Linked DNA regions of Mus musculus: region 2 is linked to region 1. The links are chromatin contacts, called in public Micro-C maps. All regions are on one chromosome and are shown on one strand. Each heading gives the region's core, a stretch centred on a gene start, on an enhancer-like site or on the middle of the called end of the contact. The rest is flanking DNA. Distances are from core to core; before and after follow the strand shown.

Evidence for each region. A called contact is a pair of places that touch in the nucleus more often than the background predicts.
Region 2: a contact with region 1 is called in a Micro-C map of embryonic stem cells, with 9 times the contacts expected there. The contact joins the promoter of Cachd1 here to the promoter of Foxd3 in region 1. A contact is called at or near these places in 5 of 484 Hi-C or Micro-C datasets (differentiating embryonic stem cells and embryonic stem cells) and 2 of 115 datasets of contacts at active chromatin or transcription factors (both in embryonic stem cells).

What each region holds. Positions count from the first base shown.
Region 1 is chr4:99,654,416-99,659,157 of GRCm38.p6, reverse strand. It overlaps Foxd3 (forkhead box D3), which reads right to left and starts at 2,859. Exons shown (of 1, transcript NM_010425.3): 1 at 487-2,859. The coding sequence starts at 2,533. The coding sequence ends at 1,124.
Region 2 is chr4:100,774,629-100,779,538 of GRCm38.p6, reverse strand. Cachd1 (cache domain containing 1) reads right to left here and starts at 2,860. Exons shown (of 27, transcript NM_198037.1): 1 at 2,171-2,860. The coding sequence starts at 2,410.

The sequences.
Region 1 (4,742 bases), core at 1,610-4,109:
AATCAATGAGATTTAGCATTTCCAATGAAGGGATGAAAAGGAATTCCAAAAACCCGAGGTTTAAATGCTAAAATACGAGATGTTTGGAATTTTGTTCTTGAAAGGACAATTCAAATGACCAAAGACTCCTTGTAAGTTTGCCTAGGGGGTTATATTCGACCAATGTTCTTTAAAATGAACAAGGCTGCTTTTGCCTAGATTTTTAATGACAGCACACTTTGCAGGAGCTGCGAGTCATTCACAGTGGCTTGATATGAATGGGATTGTCATCCTTATCCTGGTTATGTGAAAAGTCACATATTAATATAATTTAAATTAAGTACGCTCTTTCCATTTTCAAATTCAAATGTTTCTACACCCAAATTGTGAATTTGCAACGTTTGAAAAGGTCATTACTTAAGACTGCTAGATTTTCTGGGGAAGACAATGCAAATTCCATTGTAAAATCTTGCCATTTGCTAGACACCTAATTAAAACACTAGGCTGAGCATTTTAAAAATTTATTTACAAAATTGTGTACAACACGATGGAATAACATTTAGAATACCATATATATTCATTCATATATAAACAGACTTTTATAATACAATGACACTTCGCCTTTTTGAAAAATTTTTTTTGGATTTAAAATCTCCCAACGTCTTTATACATTCTTTTTCTCAGATAAAACTGCGCAGAGTGAACCTTCAAAAAAATATGAAAGTTCAAAGCTCTAAATCTACTGAATTGCTTTTTATTTTCTTAAAAAAATAAAAACCCCAAAAGGAAAGTCAATGATTTTTATACAAATATGTACAAAGAATGTCCCTCCCACCCCCACAGTACTGAGAACACAGGCGCCGTCGGGGTGCATTTTTGGAAATTCGGTTATCAGTTTTACCTGTACGGAAAGTTATTCCCAGCGGACGCGGGTTGAGTTTGCTCCGCCAGCTTAGGTGAGTGAGGGGATGGAGGCCGCTGTTGGTCAGTGTTGGGGAGTCGGGGGCGGGTAGCAGAGTCCAGGATTGGGTAGAGGGACCAGGACCAGGACCAGGACAGATGGACCAGGATCAGAGAGGGCGTACCGCCTGGAAGAGCAGGCTGCTGCCAGAGGCCGCCGTCCGGCCCGGCCACTAGCTCATCACTATTGAGCGGGCCACTTGGCTTGCACGGCGGCGGCCGCAGCCGCTGCGGCTGAGGCTGCGGGCTGCAGGAACTGTCCAGACAGCGGCACGCTCAGAATGGGCGCGATGGTGGCAGTCGTCCGGCTCAGCGACAGGGGCTGGTGCGTGGCCATGAGCGCAGCCGACTGCACAGTCCCGGGCGGCCGCAGGAAGGACTGCGCGCCGCCGCCGCCCCCACTGCCCCCGCCACCCCCGGCTCCGCCGCCGCTCCCACCACCCCCAGCCGAGCCCCCGGGCGCCGCGGATCCCGCGCCTATGATGTTCTCGATGCTGAACGACGGCCGCGCACTGGGCTCGGACTTGATGAGCGACGTGGTGCCCGCCGCGCCCGCCGTGCCCGCGGCTGCCGCGGCGGCGCCCAGGGTGTTGAGCTGTAGCTGCAGGCTCGGACCGAGCTGCGAGCCGAAGGCGGCCGCTTTGCGGCCCAGCTCGCCCGAGGGCAGCAGGGGCACTGCGGGCGGCAGCACGGGAGCCACGGGTGGTAGCGCGTACGGGTACTGGAGCGCCGCAGCAGCCGCGGCCGCCGCCGCCGCCGCGGGGTGCGAGTAGGCGCCCGCAGCCGCCGCGGGGTGCAGGCCGTAGGGGCGGCCGTAGGGTCCTGCGCCCGCCGCCGCCGCCAGGCTGTAGGCTCCGAAGCTCTGCATCATCAGCGCCGTCTGCTCGCGCAGGTGCTCCTGCTGGTGGCGCTTGAAGCGCTTCCGGCGCCGCAGGAAGCTGCCGTTGTCGAACATGTCCTCGGACTGGGGGTCCAGGGTCCAGTAGTTGCCCTTGCCCGGGTTGCCCGGCTCGCGGGGGATCTTGACGAAGCAGTCGTTGAGCGACAGGTTGTGGCGGATGCTGTTCTGCCAGGCGGGGAACTTCTCCCGGTAGTACGGAAAACGGTTGCTGATGAACTCGCAGATGCCGCTCAGGGTCAGCTTCTTCTGCGGGCTCTGCAGGATGGCCATGGTGATGAGCGCGATGTAAGAGTAGGGTGGCTTCACCAGGCTGTTCTTGGGCTTGTTCGGGGTCAGACCTCCCGTCGCCCCGCTGCCCGCGCCGGGCCCACCGCCGCCTGTCACCGCGTCCTCGCCGCCCTTGCAGCCGTCGGCCTCCGGAGCTCCCGTGTCGTTCCCCGGCCCGGTCGCCTCGGTGGGCAGTGCCAGGGCTTGCGGTTGAGACTGGCCGTGATGAGCGCTCACCGGTGGCCCTTCGTCCGCCTCGTCCAGGCGCAGGTCCGGAGGCCCCGCGGGGCTGTCGCACCCGGCGTCGCTGTCCTTCTCCTCCAGCCCGTCGTCGCCCTCGCCCACCACATCGATGTCCACGTCCTCGGCCGTCAGCACCGTCTGGCCGGACATATCGCTGGCGCTGCCGCTGCCGGAGAGGGTCATCCCTCCGCGGGGTTGGTGGCGGCGGCCAGGAGCGAGCAGAGAGCGAGGGGGGCCGCGAGGGGCGGCCGCGGAGCTCAGGCAAAGGAGGTGTGAGTGTCCCCCGAAAGAAAGCCGGGGGGGGGGGAGAGGGCACAGGTAGCTCGGGGCCCTGTCGGGTCAGCTCACACGAGGAGGCCTGGCATCGCGCGGTGCGGGCGCTGCGCTCCGCAGCCGCGCTCCGCGAACTCTTGCGGTCCTCGACGCTTCTCTACGAGGAGACAGCTACTGCTCGCGACCCCGGAGGTTTCTCCACGCCGCACCCCCTCACTTCACCAGCCTTCCTCGACCTCTGGTTTGGGCGTGGGGTTCAGGAGCGGTCCAGGCAAGCGCGGGACGCCGGGCTCCAAGCAGCTCTGGAGGGCGCGGGCATGGGCGACCGCGGGGTTGGGGGTTGGGGGGGTGGTGACAGGGAAGCCAAGCCTGGGTAGTCGAAAGTCCCGTTTTAAGGACTGGCCTGATAGATTACTTTCTACTTAAAGATCCAGAGGGAGGCGGGGCCACGTGACCGCGCGTGACGTCAGGGCCGCCGTGGAGCTGGCCAAACTCAAGTTGGTTCAGGGAATTGTCAACAAAGGGACGACAGAAGCGCAACTCCTCACCGACTAGGCGCTAGCATCCCGCAGGCCCCGAAAGCTCTTCGGGCTGTTGGGAGACCCCTGCCCACGCTGGAGCCGGGTGTGGGGTTCAGGGAGGGCGTGAGAGTGGGTGGGTGGGGGTGGAGAGGGCGTGGGCCTAAGAGTGTCCTCCGGACTGTAGGGCTTCTTACCACCCTGCCCTCTCCGCCCCCTGCATTTTTCTTACTACCCTGCCCTCCCCTCTTTGCTAATATTATATAGACCAACTGGCAATGCAGAACAAGGTTGTGATTTAAAAAAAAAAAAAAAAAGAAAAGAAAAGAAAAAAACTTACTATTTTGATTTGCTTTGGGGTTTTGTTTTCGATTCAAGGATTAAAGGAACACATCCGGCTTCCTTTTGCTAATTAGGCCTCAGACCCCCTCCTGTTTCAGGGCTATTCCAGAGAAAAGACATCTGCTGATGTGCCTCGCATCACCCCCAAATCTAACTACTCAAGTCTTACCCTAGCTTTCCGGGCACGACGCAGGAATATATATATATATATATATATATATATATATATATATATATTCGCAACGGTCACAACACCATCAGCTGGGGTTTCCCGAGGTCAGAGAATAGCTATCGATTAACCTATTAGGATAGTTGCAGAGAAATAAAAAGGACGTAAAATAGCAGGGAACCTATAAACAAAGACGTCATAACTGGCTGTTGGAGTTGTTAAACGACTTAGCACAGAAAAAGTCGGAAATGAGCTGGAAACGGAGCAGGCATTGGCAGCGGTCTTGGGTAAGTGGAGAGGATTGGGGAAGAGGCTTTGGGCCTTGTTATTAGACGTGGCGCACCGACTGGGGGGGGTTGGAAAACTGGGGGGAGCTGGCGTATACTTCCGAGTGGAGGGCACGACCTCCAAGGAACCACAGTGTCCCAGGGCGTGCTGGCGGGAGTGGGCTCACCTCTGCTGCTAACTAATGTGGGTTATCTCTTAAAGTGTGAATAAACTATCCAAGACTTAACTTCTGTAGAAATCTGCGCCAAAGAAGAGGCGAGGATGTGTCCAGCGCACGTGAAGTACAAGGAATGTCAGCTCTGGTAGGAGAGACTGGGAAATCCCAGAGATGCTGGGGTGGGGACTTTAAAGTGACCCAGGGTCAGCGCCTGCTGTTGCTGAGGTGAGTGGACTCGGTACGTCCGTCCGAGGGGAACTGGTGTTCCCAGCCCGGAGTGGTTTGAGATGACCTTGGTCGCCCTGACCAACCCCACCCCCCTCGCTTTTAGGCCGCTTCTTTGTCAGAGGAGAGCACTTACCGATTTGAGCCTTCTTGAAACCCGATTAATTTGTGTGCTGAAGGCCTAGGGGAAGGATCTATGAACCCCAGGTTATAAGAGAATGAGAGGAGGAAGTCAGGGAGGAAACAATTTCTGTATTGTTTATAGGAAACAGCGAAAAAGTTAGGTACTTCCAGGTTGCCAGTGTGCCTCTGATTCTGTATCGTCACCTAGAGCCATTTTTCCTAGTTACATCAAATTAATAAAATATCTTAATATGCAAAATTGCATTTTTACAGGCATTAGGACACCACAGGTTGACG
Region 2 (4,910 bases), core at 1,611-4,110, 1.1 Mb before region 1:
CAACTGGCCCACATTTACTTCAGATACCAGACATCTAACTAGCACTGGATGTATTATGCACAAGTACTTCTCCCAAAGCTGACAGTCTGGCTACTTTAAAGGGGGTTCTTCTCACAATTTCCCAGATAGGAGCAAGTGGCAGATCAATGTATATAGTTCAAGAAGGGGAATTTAAATACAGTAAGCACCTCTCCTTTGAAAAAAGGAGAGAGGCCACTTTACATTTTGCCAGACAAAACCCTGTCCACAGGAGGTCCGTTTTCCCAACGGGGTTGCAAAGGTGTTAGAGAGGGGCCAATTGGAAAAGAGATAAAGGGCCATTTGGGCACACACACACCCACCCCACCGACTCCAGCTTTTTTTTTTTCTTAGTGTTTAAAGTGTCTCCCCACCTGAATGACAATGCGTCAGGATCACCTTTTGTCAAGGACCAGGGTGAGAAACCATAAAATTGCTGCCAGAATCTTAGAAATAGCAAGCCTTTAAGATTACAGGAAGGGGGGGGGGGGTACCATCCCTCGTCCTGTCCTAGGAATTGAGTGAAGATGGCAAAGGCGACCTAATCCTGAAAGCAAAACTTCAGGTGGCACCATTTGAAATCCCTTTTGTGAAAAAAAAAAATCCTCTGTGGGAAAACACGGTTCTGTTTGTTTCTAAATTAACGCATTCACCAAGGCAAAGCAAATCTAGATGATTTTACTGCCTCCCAAAGCCCTCCATCCCTAGGTCAGGGCGCCAGCAACCAGAAAATGCACATGGAAGAAATTAAAACTGAACCTAAATCAAGACGAGAGTAGGAAGCAATAGAAAAATGCATTTTAAAAGAGTAGCTGTTATCATGGAAATAAAGAAAATCCCCCTCCGCAGCAGGTCCGGGCTGGATTTCTACAAATAAATGTAAATTTACCCTCCCAGCAAAGCAATCTCTCCACCTTAAAAAAGCTAGGGCCGAGGTGAAACTTGTTTTAAGCATACTGCATGCAGCCTCTTAGGGGGCCTGGGTGGAAGTAGGTTTCTGGGCTCTTTTTCTTTTCTCTCTCTCTCTTTCTCTTTTTCAAGAAAGCCGTCAGAAACCTGAATCCCAAAGAGAAGCAAAACATCTCGCCCGTAGGAGGTGGAATGGTCACTCTAGGTTCGAAATCAGAAACCTATTTTGACACCACATTCCTGAAAACTTCGGCCTTTCGAAGGCCAGTCCCGCCACCATTATTACGGGAATGAGTTAGTTGTCTGGAGCACTAGGCTGTTTCGCTGGCTTGGTACTCGGAGTGTCATCTCATCAGTTCCTAATTGAGTGGGCCTTCTTCGCCAAGAAGATGAGAATAACGGCGCGATAGGATCTCCAGGTGGTTGCTGTCTAGCAATTTTTACAACTGTGGGTTATTAGTAGCATCGTCAGAAATCCTTATCAGCCAAAGGCAATTAATCTACAACCCTAGGGAAGGCCAAAAGACGCAGGGGGAAAAAAATGGAAACCCTATTCACCTTGCCCTTCCCAGCGAAGGCACACACAAACCAGAAATTACACAGCGGACAAGAGGCGACCAATGGCCGCAAGAGCGGAAAGAAAAAGAGTCCCCAGAAGGACTGGAGCGGGGGATCCGCCAGATCAGCCCCTCCCCTCCCCCAAAGCGGCAGGGCAGGGAGAGCGAGCCCCGGTTGCTGGGCCGCCCGGACCCCAACAGTCCTGCGGCCCAGGCGGACAATCTACCTTCGCTCCCTCGCCCACTCGTGCGCCTGGTCTCCAGGACGCTGGGAGGTTTCAAGAGGGTGGAGTGGGGGAGCCTTGGAGAATGCCCCGAGCCGGGCGGGACCGCTGCCTAGGGATGGGAACACAAAGAGGAAAGGGGAGTTTGCAGGAGTGACGAGTGAAAACAAATCTGCGAAGGAAGAGAGTGCAAACTGGGGAAGGAAGCGCGGATAGAGCAGAGAATCCCCAGCCAACAAGAAAGGAGCCGGGGCCGAGAAGAGGGGGAAAGTGGGTGCGGGGCAGAGGCTCTGCAGAAGAGGGCAGCGGCAAATGAGTACACGGGACAGAGAGCACTGGATGTGGTGAAGTCTGCAGGAACCGAGAGGTCCCACAGCCCGCTTGGGCACTCCGTGCAGCGGCCCAGGGCTCTGCGCAGCGGGAGAGCGCTGCAAGTGAGGCGGCGCGAAGGGGGTCGCTTACCTGCATGGTGACCACCCCCAGCTCCTCGGCAGCCAGCCTCCGCATCTGGCTCGCCAGCACTTGCGCCTCGTCCAGGATGGAGAAGTCGGCGTCGGCCACGGCGCCCAAGATCCAGCATGCCACAAGGCAGAGCAGCCAAAGGGGCGGCCGCGGGGCCCCAGGCCAGCCAGGGCAGCGAGGACAGCGGCGGACCACAGCGGCCGGCCTTACGGTCTCCTCTTCCTCCGGCTCGCGGGCCATGCCGCCTCCGGCCACTCCCGCCGACGGGATTCGGGCGCTGGCCGCGGGAGGCGCAGCCCGCCAAACTTTCCTCGTCTCCTGCGCTCTCGGCTCCACGGCGCGGCGGCTGTAGCTGGAAAACTTAGGGGGCGCCCGGCTGCAGCGCGGGCGCGCGGGCGGCCACCATCGCCCGGCGGCAGCGGCTCGAAGACCGCGGCGCCCGCAGGCCGGGCGGGCGGCTGAGAGCACCGGCGGAGCGGCGCCGCCTTCGCTTTCCCGAGTCCCGGCGCAGCCCGGAGACGGCGGCGGCGCCACCAGTGTAGGCGCGGCGAGGCGACCGGGGCGGTCTCCCGGCGAGGAGGGAGAGGGAGGTTTAAAAGACCGAAGTGAGAGAAGAGAAAGGAAAGAAAGCGGCGGGGAAAAGGGAGGTGTCTGGTGCCACCACGCTGCGCTCCGGCTCCGTACACTTCCCGGCTCCGCCGCTGCCGCTGCAGCGGTGATTTATGGAAAGAGGAGGGAGGCGGGGAAAGTCCCGCGCTCGCCCCTCCTCTCCCTCCTTGCACGGGGCGACGCCCTGGGACGCTGGGGGCCCGGGATACTGGGGGACCTCGCTTGCACAGGACCCTTCTGGCCTGAGAAGGGGATCATTTGAGACCTTCCCATAGCTGGCCACGCGACCGCCCCCACCCCCTGACTCGGCCCGTGCAGGAGATCTCGGGTCCCAAGTGTTACAGGTTCCACCCACCCACCACCCAAAGTCCCTTTTAAGTTCGAGAACTCGGGCTTTCTGCCTGACCCAGACCTAGGAAGGGAGCAACTGTCTTTAGAGCTTTAACTCCCTTTCCTCATTTTTTATTAGTAACAATAGCTCGCCCTCGTGGGCACAGCGGACTTGGTTTGTAACCAGCTATCATGTGGCCAGCACAATACTCTGAGGTCTACATTCAGTGTGTGTGACTCATTATCCTTTAATCCCAGGACGAGGCTAAGAGGTTGTATCTTGATCCTGAATTTTCAGGTAACAAACTCCGAGCCTTAGGGAGTTGCAACAAATAGCTGAAGGTCACCCAGGGATAAGCTACTGACCCAGAGTTTAAGCACAAGTATTACTTTCAGGCCTGTGCTCTGACCTTCCACTGGATGTTTCTCTCTCTCTCTCTCTCTCTCTCTCTCTCTCTCTCTCTCTCTCTCTCTCCTCCCTCCCTCCTTCCCTCCCTCCCTCCCTCCCTCCTGCCCTCTCTCTTTGTGTTTGTGTGTATAAATCCATCTGACTCCATTACAGGCAAAAATAACAAATAAAAAATAAAAACGAAAACAAAGCTGAAGTTGAGCTCATAGCATCCTCCTGCTTTCATAAGCATGGCAGGTATGGCTCCTGAGTACTGGATCAGGCTCTCTGAGAGCCACCATAGAGAAACAAGTGTGTGCTGCAGGGCGAGTGTCCCTGTATAAAGCATTCATTCACTTTCCTATAGACTATGAATGTGCTGCTTCAAGAGTCCTAGAAACTACAGCTATGGGTAGGCAAATGTGAGGGGAGGGGGTAACTGAGAATGCCCCCCACCATACTCTTATGTTTGAGTACTTGGTCCCCAATTTGGGGCTGTTTGGGAACAATTAGAAGGTGTGGTCATTTTGGAGGAGTGTGCCACTAGGGATGGTCTTTGAGGTTTAAAAAAAACATTCTGGAGAGATGGCTTAGCGGTTAAGACCACTGACTGTTCTTCCGAAGGTTCAGAGTTCAAATCCCAGCAACCACATGGTGGCTCACAACCATCCATAATGAGATCTGATGCCCTCTTCTGGGGTGTCTGAAGACAGCTACAGTGTACTTATGTGTAATAAATAAACAAATCTTTAAAAAAAAATTCTCAGTTAGCTCTCTCTGCCCCAGGACTGTGTCTGGACACGTGAACTCTCAGCTACTGCTCCAGAAACATGCCTGTCTTTCATCATGCCCCCCCCCCCACATCCCCTCTATGATAGCCATGGATTCTAACTCCCTGAAACCATGAGCCCCAAATAAAACATTTTATTTTATGAGTCGTCTTGGTCATGATGTCTTATCATGGCAATAGAAAAGTAACAAATACAACAGGTTATAGGGTTTGCCTACGTTAACTACCAGAGGCGGAGCAGGAAAACAAAACTAGTTATTCTTTGCTTTACTTGATAGTAACGCCTTCCAGTTTCTCTCTTTGATTTTTAAGAACTCAGTCATAGCCAGGCAGTGGTGGCACAAACCTTTGATCTCAGCACTTGGGAGGCAGAGACAGGCAGATTTCTGAGTGTGAGGCCAACCTGGTGGTCTACAGAGTGAGTTCCATGACAGCCAGGGCTATACAGAGAAACCCTGTCTCAAAAAGAAAAAAAAAAAATCTTAGTAATAAAAACTGAGCTTCTGAGCTGAAGAAAGAACTCAGTTAATAAGATGCCTACTAGGTGCAAGCATGAGAACATGAATTTTGATCCCAGCACCCAAGTAAATACTAGGCATGATGGTGTTTCTCTGTAACAAGGT